2 separate regions of the Mus musculus genome follow, and region 1 is linked to region 2. Evidence: chromatin contacts called from public HiChIP or PLAC-seq data. All regions are on one chromosome and are shown on one strand. Each heading gives the region's core, a stretch centred on a gene start, on an enhancer-like site or on the middle of the called end of the contact. The rest is flanking DNA. Distances are from core to core; before and after follow the strand shown.

What was found. HiChIP or PLAC-seq counts read pairs in DNA pulled down with a chosen protein or histone mark.
Region 1: an H3K4me3 HiChIP or PLAC-seq map of the 230-238 cell line shows a contact between it and region 2, with 19 read pairs. The contact joins two enhancer-like sites. A contact is called at or near these places in 9 of 484 Hi-C or Micro-C datasets (8-cell embryo, CD4 T cells, CD8 T cells and 5 more), 4 of 115 datasets of contacts at active chromatin or transcription factors (the 230-238 cell line, CD8 T cells, effector CD8 T cells and 1 more) and 3 of 9 other capture datasets (adipose tissue, liver and pancreatic islet).

The regions. Positions count from the first base shown.
Region 1 is chr10:42,894,407-42,899,942 of GRCm38.p6, forward strand. All of the region lies in intron 1 of Scml4 (Scm polycomb group protein like 4), which reads left to right. Among named protein-coding and RNA genes, the nearest start is that of Gm34006, 28 kb to the left of the region's middle. Within about 2 kb of position 3,430, at least 90 of the 459 cell types and tissues checked have an H3K27ac peak or open chromatin away from gene starts, as enhancers often do. A contact at or near this core is called in the 230-238 cell line, where this site is marked.
Region 2 is chr10:42,822,970-42,828,539 of GRCm38.p6, forward strand. Sec63 (SEC63-like (S. cerevisiae)) reads left to right here. Exons shown (of 21, transcript NM_153055.3): 19 at 912-1,010; 20 at 4,908-5,012. Among named protein-coding and RNA genes, the nearest start is that of Scml4, 35 kb to the right of the region's middle. Within about 2 kb of position 3,147, at least 22 of the 459 cell types and tissues checked have an H3K27ac peak or open chromatin away from gene starts, as enhancers often do. A contact at or near this core is called in the 230-238 cell line, where this site is marked.

The DNA of each region.
Region 1 (5,536 bases), core at 2,180-4,679, 72 kb after region 2:
GAAGCACACTGGACAAAGGAGTCATTGTCTTGTCCTCTATTGACCTTTCCTTTGGCAACTAAGAATGGAAGCCTGCAGCTGTGTCATGCTCTGCCACCCCCTCACCCCCACCGCTGTCAGTGTTGGTTAAGGACCTGCTCACAGCCTGACCTGGAGAAGTCACATCATTTTCATCCAGCTCAGACATGGCACGTGAGGTGGTGGCAGTTATATCCTCCAGTTGTCTTAAGCTGAGTTTGATGGTCCCAGAACAGGAGCCTTCTTAGCTCTGCTGTAAACGTTTGACAGGCTTGCTCCGTATGCTAGGGGCTTCTCATAGTGCTGGCCTCAGAGTCTCACCGTGAGAACTGAATGGAGAAAGATTAGCATGTGTGTGTTCATCCTCTCTCTGTTGCCTTGTTGGTGCTGTGGACTCAGTCCTGTATGTGACTGTTCACCAAGGACAGTCCCCACGCCATGAAGGTCATGGTCAAGGGCCGGGGGAGTAGATAGCCTATCAACAGCAGGGCGCTCTGAGGGAAGGAGCCACTCCCACAGAGTCTGTGGCAGGCGTAGTCCTCACTCATACTGTCATTTTGGCTACTGGCCACTATCCAGTGTGTCCTGAGGTCACGCAGGGTCTGTTTCTCTTCAGGTGACCTGTGGGTGTGATCCAGACTCACCATCACAGAGAGAAGCTGTGCTAGTGATGGGGTGGTCAAGCAGTGGGCTGTGCTGGGTTTGCACACCCAAATATGTCAGTAGGACTCACTGGACATGTAGGGGTGCTCTGCCTTCCTCAGGGGACCCCTGAGGGTCTCCGTGTTGTAATTATAAAAAGATAAATAAATATAAGAATTTGTTCTGTGGGGGTGTAGTGAGGTGTGGAGGAAGGGGATGCCTCAGCGGGCCCATGCCAAGGCATCCCTTCCCCCTGAGGGACCAGCCACACGACAGTATAGTATAGAATAGAGTTTATTCAGGGCATGGGGAGGGGAGTTAAGAGAGTAGTAGAGGCAGAGAAAGGCAGAGAGGAGAGTAGAGGCTGGCCATGGCCACATGGAGAGAGAGGGGGGAGGGGAATGGGGAGAGGGGGAACAAGGGGGAAAGGAGCAAGGGAGAGAAGCAGGAATAAGACAGAGAGGAGGGGGGCAAGCAGCCCCTTTTATAGTGGGCCAGGCCTACCTGTCTGTTGCCAGGTAACTGTGGGGATGGAGTCCAGACAGAATACCAACACTCTGGGTACATCTTCATCTCTTTAGTGCTCTGCACAGTGGGTGACACATAGGTGGTCAGGAGTGTGGTAGGATGGTTCAAAGGATACACAGACAAAGGCAATAGTGTTTCTGGCCAGCACATCCCCTTTGAAGGCTAAGAGTTTGCCTTTGACCTTGCGTGATCTTGTAATACCTGTCAGGGTGGTTTTGGGGGACAGTAGGTTGTGACCAAGGAGAGAGTGACCCTCCCGACCTGTGCCCCTACTCGGGATGAGGGCAATTGTCCCCTGATCCTGACAGCCCAGAAGCCTTTGTGACCGTTGGTGGTCAGAAGTGAATTCAGCACACTTTGCTCTCCTTCCTGTGAGATGGGGGATTCTGTGGCATGTGTCACTCCGGCCCCCTCACTTTATGTATTCCCTTCTCAGCCCCCACATGCCTGATGTTTGAAGAGTCTGGGTTCCTGGAGAAGTACCAGGGGACAGTGAACCAGTGAGTGCTGGCTTCACATGCCCAGACAAGGCTTATGCCTTGCTGGCCACTCAGCACCCGCCTTTCTTCCCAGCCTCATGGCTTTCTAGACTGCCGAGCCCCTCTCTTCCCATGCAAGGGTTTCAGTAGCTTTACTTCTATGGCGCTGGTGCTATATGGACAGGCAGAGCTGAGTATCACACCACTGTCTGGGTGTATTCTTCTTGGAGAATAAATGAAATATACTCTTGCCCGCTAGCCATCTTTTGGGGGTGCTACAAAGTGATCAGGAAATATACTTCCTTCTACTCTGTTCTTTACAAAAAGAAAAGAACGTTGTGTTGGGGGGTGGGGGAAGAGCAGTAATTCATATCTCATGGGACCTACTTATCATGCCGGGCTCCCTTGGGATCCTAGTGGTATACTGGTAGCACAGACCTGACAAATCCTGATGTATTTGATTGCCAGCTCAGGACAATGCTCACTAGCCTCTTTGTCACTCTACTTACCACCTATCAAAGGCAGCGCCTGTGATTGTTGCATGTTTCTAACTACTGGGGAAGATAAATCCAACTACCAAGCACAGAGAATCAAAGTCAACTTCAAAATAACTGTGCACTTGCTGTTGCCTTTGCTGCTAATGTTGCTGTTGCCTTTGCTGCTAATGTTGCTGTTGTCTACACAATGTTGGCTACGAATGTTGGCTTTCCTGATTGCTGGGGAGGCAGCAGTACTGGTTGAGATCCCACACTGTTCTTGCTGTTTACCCCTGACTGCTATATGCAGCTCATGCTGGCTGGAGGTGGTAGGTCTTCCAGAGCAAACACTGAGTTGCTACATCTCATTCTATAGTTCTAAAGAAGTGCCTGAGATACCTCGGTATTCTTCAAAGACTGTCTTGTGAAGACATCCGAGTTACACATCTGGACTTTAGAGTAAACAGTAGTGTGCCCAAAATTCTGTGAAATGTGGGCATTGTGAAGGTGGTTATTTCAGAGAGATTTGTCCTTATCCTAGCTGGCTCTCCTATTGCTGTGATAAACACCAGGACCAGATGCAACTTAGAGAGGAAAGTGGTTATTTGGTTACACTTCTATATCGTACTCCATCACTGAGAGGAGTCAGGGCAGGAACTCAGGTAGGAACCTAGAGGCAGGAACTGAACCAGAGGCCATGGAGGGAATGTTGCTTACTGGCTTGCTTCTCCTAGCTTGCTAAGCCTGTTCTCTGATACAACCCAGGGCCATCTGCCCAGGGATGGAATCAAGAAAATGGTCCAGAGACATGGCCACAGGCCAATCTGTTGGAAGCAATTCCATCGTAATGAATGAGGTTATGAGGTTCCCTCTTCCCGGGTGTGTCAAGTTGGCAACCAACGTTAGCTAGCACTGTCCTTGAGATAGCCACATACTCTGGAGACTGTTGAATATATCCCAGATTTGGAGAGTTATGACTGGTACTATTTGAATTTTGTCATTTTATCAGGGAAATCTTTACTATTCTTCCTAGGAAAGTATTTGAAAAGAAACTTGCTCTGTTCTCTCTCTCTCTCTCTCTCTCTCTCTCTCTCTCTCTCTCTCTCTCTCTCTCTCCCCTCTCTCACCTTGAAAAGAAAGCTTTCTTTGTAGATCTTGAACGGGAAACAACCCAAAGCAACCAAACCACAAGCACTTTCTCTAAATTAAACATAAAGTATAAACAGAGAACAAAACAGGAAGTGGTGGCTGGCTGAAAACAAGAACTCCCACAGCTGTCCTGGAAAGTGCGGTTCCCTGCCCTGCCCTACAGAACACAGGTTCAGAGATGCAGTGAGCCTAGAGTCCCCTGGCAGACAAGTGTCTTCTACTGGCACTTGCTGCAATTGCTCTTCAGCAACCCCTCACAGTATCTGCATCAGCTCCAGCTACCGCAGGCGTTAAGTCACAGGGGCGTCCTGTGAATCATTGGGTTTTCTTCCACCCTTTCAGCTTTCAGAGATGGAAGAAGTGGCCAGAGGAGTCAGGATCCCTTCTTGTGCCCCACCTGCAATGTTGCCACTCTGACAGGTTCCCTCCAAGGCTGACCGGGTGTGTGTACCAAGCTCTGGGGTTAATCTGAACTCTCTCATCAGTAAGCACTGATGGTGGTGGACTCATGGTATCTATCTAGGCATCGGAGCCTCTCTTCTAAGTCCGAGGGCAATGATGCTTGCCTCAGAACCATGTAGAAACTAACAGAGATGAAGCAGGTAAACTGTGGCAGGCCTACTTTGGAAACTTGTAGTGACATGTCTTGCTGGGGTAGTTTTCTTGTTTGGAAATGGCTTTTTTAAAAAATTGTGCATGAATGTATATGTACATGAGTGTGTGTGCACGCCATGGGTATGTGTGCATGCAATGAGGATGTGTTTGGAGGTCAGAGAACAACTTTGTGAAGTTGGTTCTCTCCTTCCATCTTTTTATAGGTTCTGGGGGTATAGGTAACTCAGGCTGTCGGGATTGTGTTGTGAGTGTTTTTACACATTAAGTCAAACGTAGCTGGCCCAAGACCATGATTATTGAAGACCCCTCAGGTGGAGTCCTGAGCACAGGGTCACTACTAACACTAATAAACGAATGGCCAGTCTGGAGCCAGAGTCCTCAGTGCTGGTCAGTGGAAGAGTCCTGGATGAGGGGCAGCCCAGCAGACCACTCATTCAATTACTTGGTGAACGTTTGTTAGATCTCTGAGATGTTCAAATCTCTGGAGTTGGAGCCAGATGAGCACACCTGTAATACCAGCACCCAGAAGACAGTGGCAGAAAGATCATAGCAAATTCAAAGCCATCCTGGTCTAGATAGCAAATGCTAGGTTAGTCAGGGATACATGGCAAGACCCTGTCTCAAAAGTCCAAATCAATTAAACCCGGACACAGAGCTGCAACCATGGGCTTTCCCACCTGCACCCCAGTTCCTGTAATAACAACTCTGAAACTTAATTCTATGTGAATAAAAGCCTAGGCCATAAGCTCGGGCTTGTAACTCAGTTATCACGTTAAATCTAGTCTGAGGCTGTCGTAAGGCTAGCTACTCTCCTAAGTTTCATGCATCTGTCTCCTCAGAGTTCAGGGCGAATCTCTTCCTGCGCCTGACTCTATCCTAGAATTCCGCTCTCCCTCCCAGAACTCTCACCTCCTGTTTCTTGTCTCAGCTCATCGGCCAATCAGCTTTTTATCAACAGGTGATGCTTCCATACAGCACACAAGAGATGGTCTTTACCCAGGCCTCAACTGTATCAAGAGAGATAGACATGATTGCGCATTTCGTTATGAGAAAGAGCATTTAGTTACAGCCCAGAGAAGGAATTGGAAATAAAAAATTTCAGCTGGACTAGCAACTTGCAGTCAGAGCTATGGGAAAAGAGGTAAACCCCCTACCACCATCACCCCACCCTCCTAAAACACCTCCCTGAAGTGGCTCCTTTTCATCCAGCCAAGGGTAAAATGAAGACTCTTGTGTCAGGAGGACACTTGTTGTGGTAATAATTAATTAGGAGTTCTGCCAGGTAGAAGACACAACACTTTTATATTTATATGTAGCATTAGAGCCGGGCAGATAACCCTCTATGCTATTTTGCCCATTTCCCTGTCAATAACTCCAAGATAGGACTTGCCATGCTCTGCCTGGGCCACTCTTACTCTGACTGGCCAGCCCTGTTGGCTAATTCTTATGATCCCCTAATCCATGGCATCTTCTCTCTTCACTGTCGCCTCTCTCTCCCCTCATGGTCTCTGCTTCAGACCACAAGCCCGGGAACTTAAGCCCCGCCGACTTCTCTTCTACCCACCTACAGGTTAGAGGCATCTTTATTGACCAATCAGGAGTAACTTGGGGCAGGGGACAAGGTTACAT
Region 2 (5,570 bases), core at 1,897-4,396:
TCTAGTGGCAGTTTCCTAATGAGCTTTTTGTTGTTCTGATCTTCTGAAGTTCAGCTAGAAATGCTGAACTTTCTAAAATAGTAGTGTGCAATTAAAGATGGATAGAAGCCCTTCGAATCTGAGGTGCTCTCTTTTAAGATGTTGCCAGGTAGTGGTGGCGGATGCTTTTAATCCAACAATCAGGAGGCAGAGGCAGGTGGATCTCTGAGGTTGAGCCAGCCTGGTCTACAAGGGAGTTCCAGGGCAGGCAGCTACACAGAGAAACCTGTCAAAAATAAATTAGATAGATAGATAGATAGATAGATAGATAGATAGATAGATAGATATAGATGACAGATACAATGTTTAATGTATTACGCTGCCCAAGTCCCTTCTACTTATACGTTATGATGTTGTTTAATATAAAGTGTTTCCCTTTTTTAGAATACCTTTTGTCATTTTAAAATAAACTGTGGGGCTGGTGAGATGGCTCAGCTGGTAAGAGTGCCGACTGCTCTTCCAAAGGTCCTGAGTTCAAATCCCAGCAACCACATGGTGGCTCACAACCATTCATAACAAGATCTGATGCCCTTTTCTGGAGTGTCTGAAGACAGCTGCAGTGTACTTACATATAATAAATAAATAAATAAATAAATAAATCTTTTTTAAAAAAACTGTGGATTTTTAAGATTGAGATCTATTAGTAGCCTTTATGGGGTTGTTGAAACTCCAAAAATTATTTGGGGAGTAATGAATGAATGAATGAATGAATGTATCTTGCAGTCGTTGTTGATACAGTGCCTGGATCAGTATTAAGATTGTAACAAGGATAGCATTTTCAAAATCAAGACAAATTTAAACTGTTTCTCCAGTTCTTTCTGATAACTCATACTCTTTTTTTTTTTTTTTCTTTCTTTCTTTCCCCTTTGCAGGAAAAACAAGAGTGGTGGTGGCTTTATATTGCAGATAGGAAAGAACAAACATTAATATCCATGCCATATCATGTGTGCACACTGAAGGATACAGAAGAGGTAATTAGCCAACAATATTTGTTTTAATATCTTACCTTTATGATGTTTCATTAAAATTTTAATAATGTGGCTTACTGTATTTTGCTCATTGCATTTTCTTTGTTTTTGTTGGGGCCAGCCCGTAACATTAGTTCTGGGGTACATGATGGTCTCTCCAGATACCTGCACTTATGTGTATGTACACACACACATCTAATTTAGAATGAAAATAGTTTTGTTTTGTTTTGTTTTAAGGAAGGGAGGATTAATCTCAGAAGGGTCATCCATGTTTGACAAATAGTCCTTTACTTTTACTTTCATGACAAGGTTAAGACACAGAAGTAAACTTGTTCTTATAGCAGTCGGGAAGCAGAGAGAATAGGGAAAGGATAGGAGACAAGATAGACCCTTCATAGGCACACCCCTTCTGTGGCCCACTTCCTCTAGCCAGGGTCTGCCTCCTATTGCCCATCACCTTTCAATATGTCATCAAATTATGTTGCCATCAAAGGGTTAATCATAGATTGTATTGTAGCTCTCAAGTTTGTGATGAAGGGTCATTTACTCAATAAGTTGTTTACTCATGGAAGCTGTATTCTGTTCTACTGTATCTTGGGGTATATGGATGTGTGTGTGGATGTGTGTATGAGTGGTTTGCAGGCTGTGGTCCAGCTAGTACAACAATGGCTGTCTCTCAACAGTCCACAAAACTGGATGTCTCAGATGGTCTTCAGTGTATGTTGGAATCCCAAAGCAGTAGGATATATGAACTTGCCAATAAGAGTGAGGGCAAGCAGATAAAGAGCAAAAGCTGCTGTCTTCCATGTCTTTTATATAAGCTACCACTAGAAGGTGTGGCCCAGGTTTAGGGTGGGTCTTCTGACCTTAAATGATCCAGATTTAAAGTTGATCTTTCTTAATTACTGTTCTTTTTCTGTGAAGAGACATCATAACCAAGGCAGCTTTTACATAGGAAGGAATTCAGTGGGGGGGTCTTACTTACAGTTTCAGGAGCTTAGACCATTAGCATAATGGCAGGGAGCATGACAGCAGACAGGTATGGTGCTGGAGAAGTATTTGAAAGCTGTATCTTGATTTGTTGGCAGAGAAAGGGAGACTAGGCCTAGCATGAGCTTTTGAAATTTCAAAGCCCACCCCCAGTAACACAGTTCCTCCCCCAAAGCCACACCTCCTTATCCTTCTCAAATAGAGCCACTCCCTGATGCCTAAACATTCAATAAATATATGAGCATATGAGGCCATTCTTATTCAAACCACCACACTTCACTCTCTACCCCCATATATAGCCATATCATAATATAAAAATGGGTTCAGCACAACTTCAAAATTCCCCATAATCTGACACAGTCTCAACATTGTTTTAAAGTTCAAATTCTCTTCTGAAATTCATGGCAGTTTCCTTAACTGTATCCCCCTATAAGGTCAAAATCAAAAAGCAGATCATATACTTCCAACATACAATGGCACAGGATAAACATTGTCATTTCAAAAGGAAGGAAGAGAACATAGTGAAGAAATAATGGGCCAGGGCAAGTCTTAAAACCAGAAGGGCAAACTTTAAATTCTGTATCTCCATGCCAAAACACTCTTTAGATCTTCAATTCCTTTCAACTTTGTTGACTGCAACACACTTCTCTCAGTCTGTTTCCACTCCCAGTCTGCAATTCTCCTTGTCAGGCAAGTGCTCGGCTCGCCTACACAGTTCATGTCATCTATTTTGTTGTTACTGGGGCTCCCTCACCAACAGGATTTCTCTATGTGGTCCTGGGTGCTCTGGATCTAGCTCTGTAGATCAGGCTGGCCTCGAACTCACAGAGATCCACCTGCCCCTGCTTCCTGGGAGCTGGGATTAAAGGCGTGTGCCACTACTGCCCAGCACTCCATTTTTAATGTATTTTCCTTGTGGTATTTATGTAGATAATATACAGATTATTTGCCCTCCCCAAATTTTTACACAAAAGTTGGCAAATACTGTGCTTCACAACCGACCTTTTTTCTTCTAACAATAAAACTTGGGCCTGGATCTCCTGAGTTACAGTCTCTTGCCACAAGTGTAATGCAGTTGTTAAGAGTGAGCACTGATGTGATGCAGCGTCACAGTTCAGTTCATGGCCCTGCATATCTGCCACAGGCTCTGCTTCCTCTTCAAGTTCACAAGCAAAAGGAAGGTCACTTGGTTTTTGTTCTCAGTCCTTTTTTCTCTGGGTACATACACGCCAGCCAAGCGTGGCGATCACTGGAGTCAGAACTTGCAGCTCCTTTTTTGTTTCTTCATACAATCCTTTGCAAGACTCCGCCAGGCTGTTTTGTTAGAGTATCAGTGTAACTTGTCTCACTGCTTACTCACTACATTTCTTACTGGTCACATATTTCATGTGTCACACGTTGTGTGTGTTTGTCCCCATTTGTAGTGATAAGGTTTCCTTACTTCCAGAGTGTTTGGTGAACCTCATCTGTGGTATGTTATTTGGGCATCGTACTGTTCTCTGGATATTTTTACCAAATGTTTAGCATGCAGTGATGGTTTGGCTGTAAATCACTTTTTATTCTATAGTCTGAATTTGTTTTAACAGTGAAAGTAGACACTCAGTGAGGTCGGGCATATTTTTGTGTGTACGTTTGTTCCCTTGTTTTTATTTATCTCTTAACTTGGATGTCTTTCTTTTATTGTGAGGAAGTGAGTCTTTAAACATGAACATGAGTATTCCCCCTATTTGTTTCGGGCCCCAATTTTCCAAGGTCTGGGGTTACAGATTCTCACCACAATGACCTATATTAATTTATAATATTGGCTACAAAAATCTGGAATTTGGAGACTGGAGGCAGATAACTAGAGTATAGAAATGTTATTTTAAATATGCATTTTTACTCTCATATGGAATTGAAATCTCTAAAGCTATGTTACTGTTTGTATTTGTTTATGACTTGATTGGAAATTTAATATCCTTTTGGGCTTGTTTTTATATAGTTTTATGTAATTTATACTTTATTTTTCTGCTATGGATAGATGTTAGGGTAGTAAAGGGCCTTATTAAAACTAACAAATCATTTATTGAAATATAATGGAGTAAAAATATGTAATTCTTTTTAAATTTGTTTTCATAATTTTGAGTTTCATATATGAATATAGTGATTTTTAGTTGTTTTGTATCTATTCTTCCCTCTGATTTCTTCTTCCCTTGCCCTTTGAAGCCCTTTTTCCCAACAAGTAAGTGTGTGTGTGTGTGTGTGTGTGTGTGTGTGTGTGTATTTGTATGTTTCCTACTGAGTTTCATTTGGATGCTCGCATGAACGTGGGTGAAAAGCTGTTTACTGGAAAGTGGGCACCTTCGTCCCCAGCAACTGTTAACTGCCAGCAGCAGTCCCTTGGGAGTCTTGGGTCTTGCTGGCTTATGTGGTATAACCACCGCTGCAGTGAGTTGGGAGTTCAGCGGCCCTGTCATGTCCTCAAGACTCTTTTCTGCAGCAGATCCCTGCTCCAGCTCTTACATTCTTTCTGCACCTTCCTCCCTGAGTCTTGAAGTGTTCTTTTTGGATTTTTAAGGCATAAATAATTTATTATGGAAATAGAATTTGGCAAAAATTACTTTTTATCTAGCCAAGTCTATTTAACCTTTCATTTATTCATACTTTCATTCTTTATTGCATTTCTTTTGAGTGTTAAGGTGGCAGCATAGAATTTAATATGCTTTCTTGAGCTGTGTACATAGAAATGAACCCCAGTAGTTCTGCTTAATTTGATTTCCTTTTTGTTTAGAGTTTATAATAGATGAGATGGAACTCACACGTGCTGTTTGTTATTATGACAGTGTGTGCAAATCATCTGCTCCACCCTCTGAGGCAGGAAGTTTAAAGGCATTCTCTTGGTCTTTAAAGTGTTGATTTTTATCTTCTTAGGTAGAACTGAAGTTTCCCGCACCCGGCAAGCCTGGAAATTATCAGTATACAGTGTTCCTGAGATCAGACTCCTATATGGGCTTGGATCAGATTAAACCACTGAAGGTAGGACAAGTGAGCAGTCACTGAGGGCACATGGAGTGGGCCCTGAGCAAATGCCTGAGGCAGGCTGGAGACAGAGAAAGACCACCTCATACGCCTTCAGTAATAGCTAGATTTTTAGGGAGCCCTGAACTTAGATTGTACGTTGCTTTAGTGGTCGTTTTAATGCACTGTAACATGTGATACATCTCAGGGCTTTAAAAAGGCTGGTGGGGGTCAGATGGAGACAGGACTCATTTTTCCTTAGACTTTACTGGAGTGTTTGTTGATTTCTGAAATGAAGATTTTTTTTGTACTTTTGGGTTTTTTTGTTTTGTTTTGTTTTTGTTTTTTTTTAAATCATCTTAGAACATAAACTTTGTGTATGGTTTGAAACACACTTTACTCATTTCCCTTGAGCTTTTCATACACGTCATCTCTTAGATTAGTGAGATTGTGCTAAATGATTGTGACACTGTTGAGAGTAAAGGAGACAGGAAAGGTGAGTCTGTCTTTCCTCCTGAAAGCTCTGTATTTCTTGTGTTGGCCATAGAATTTTACTTCCTAGAAGTCTTTGGAAGG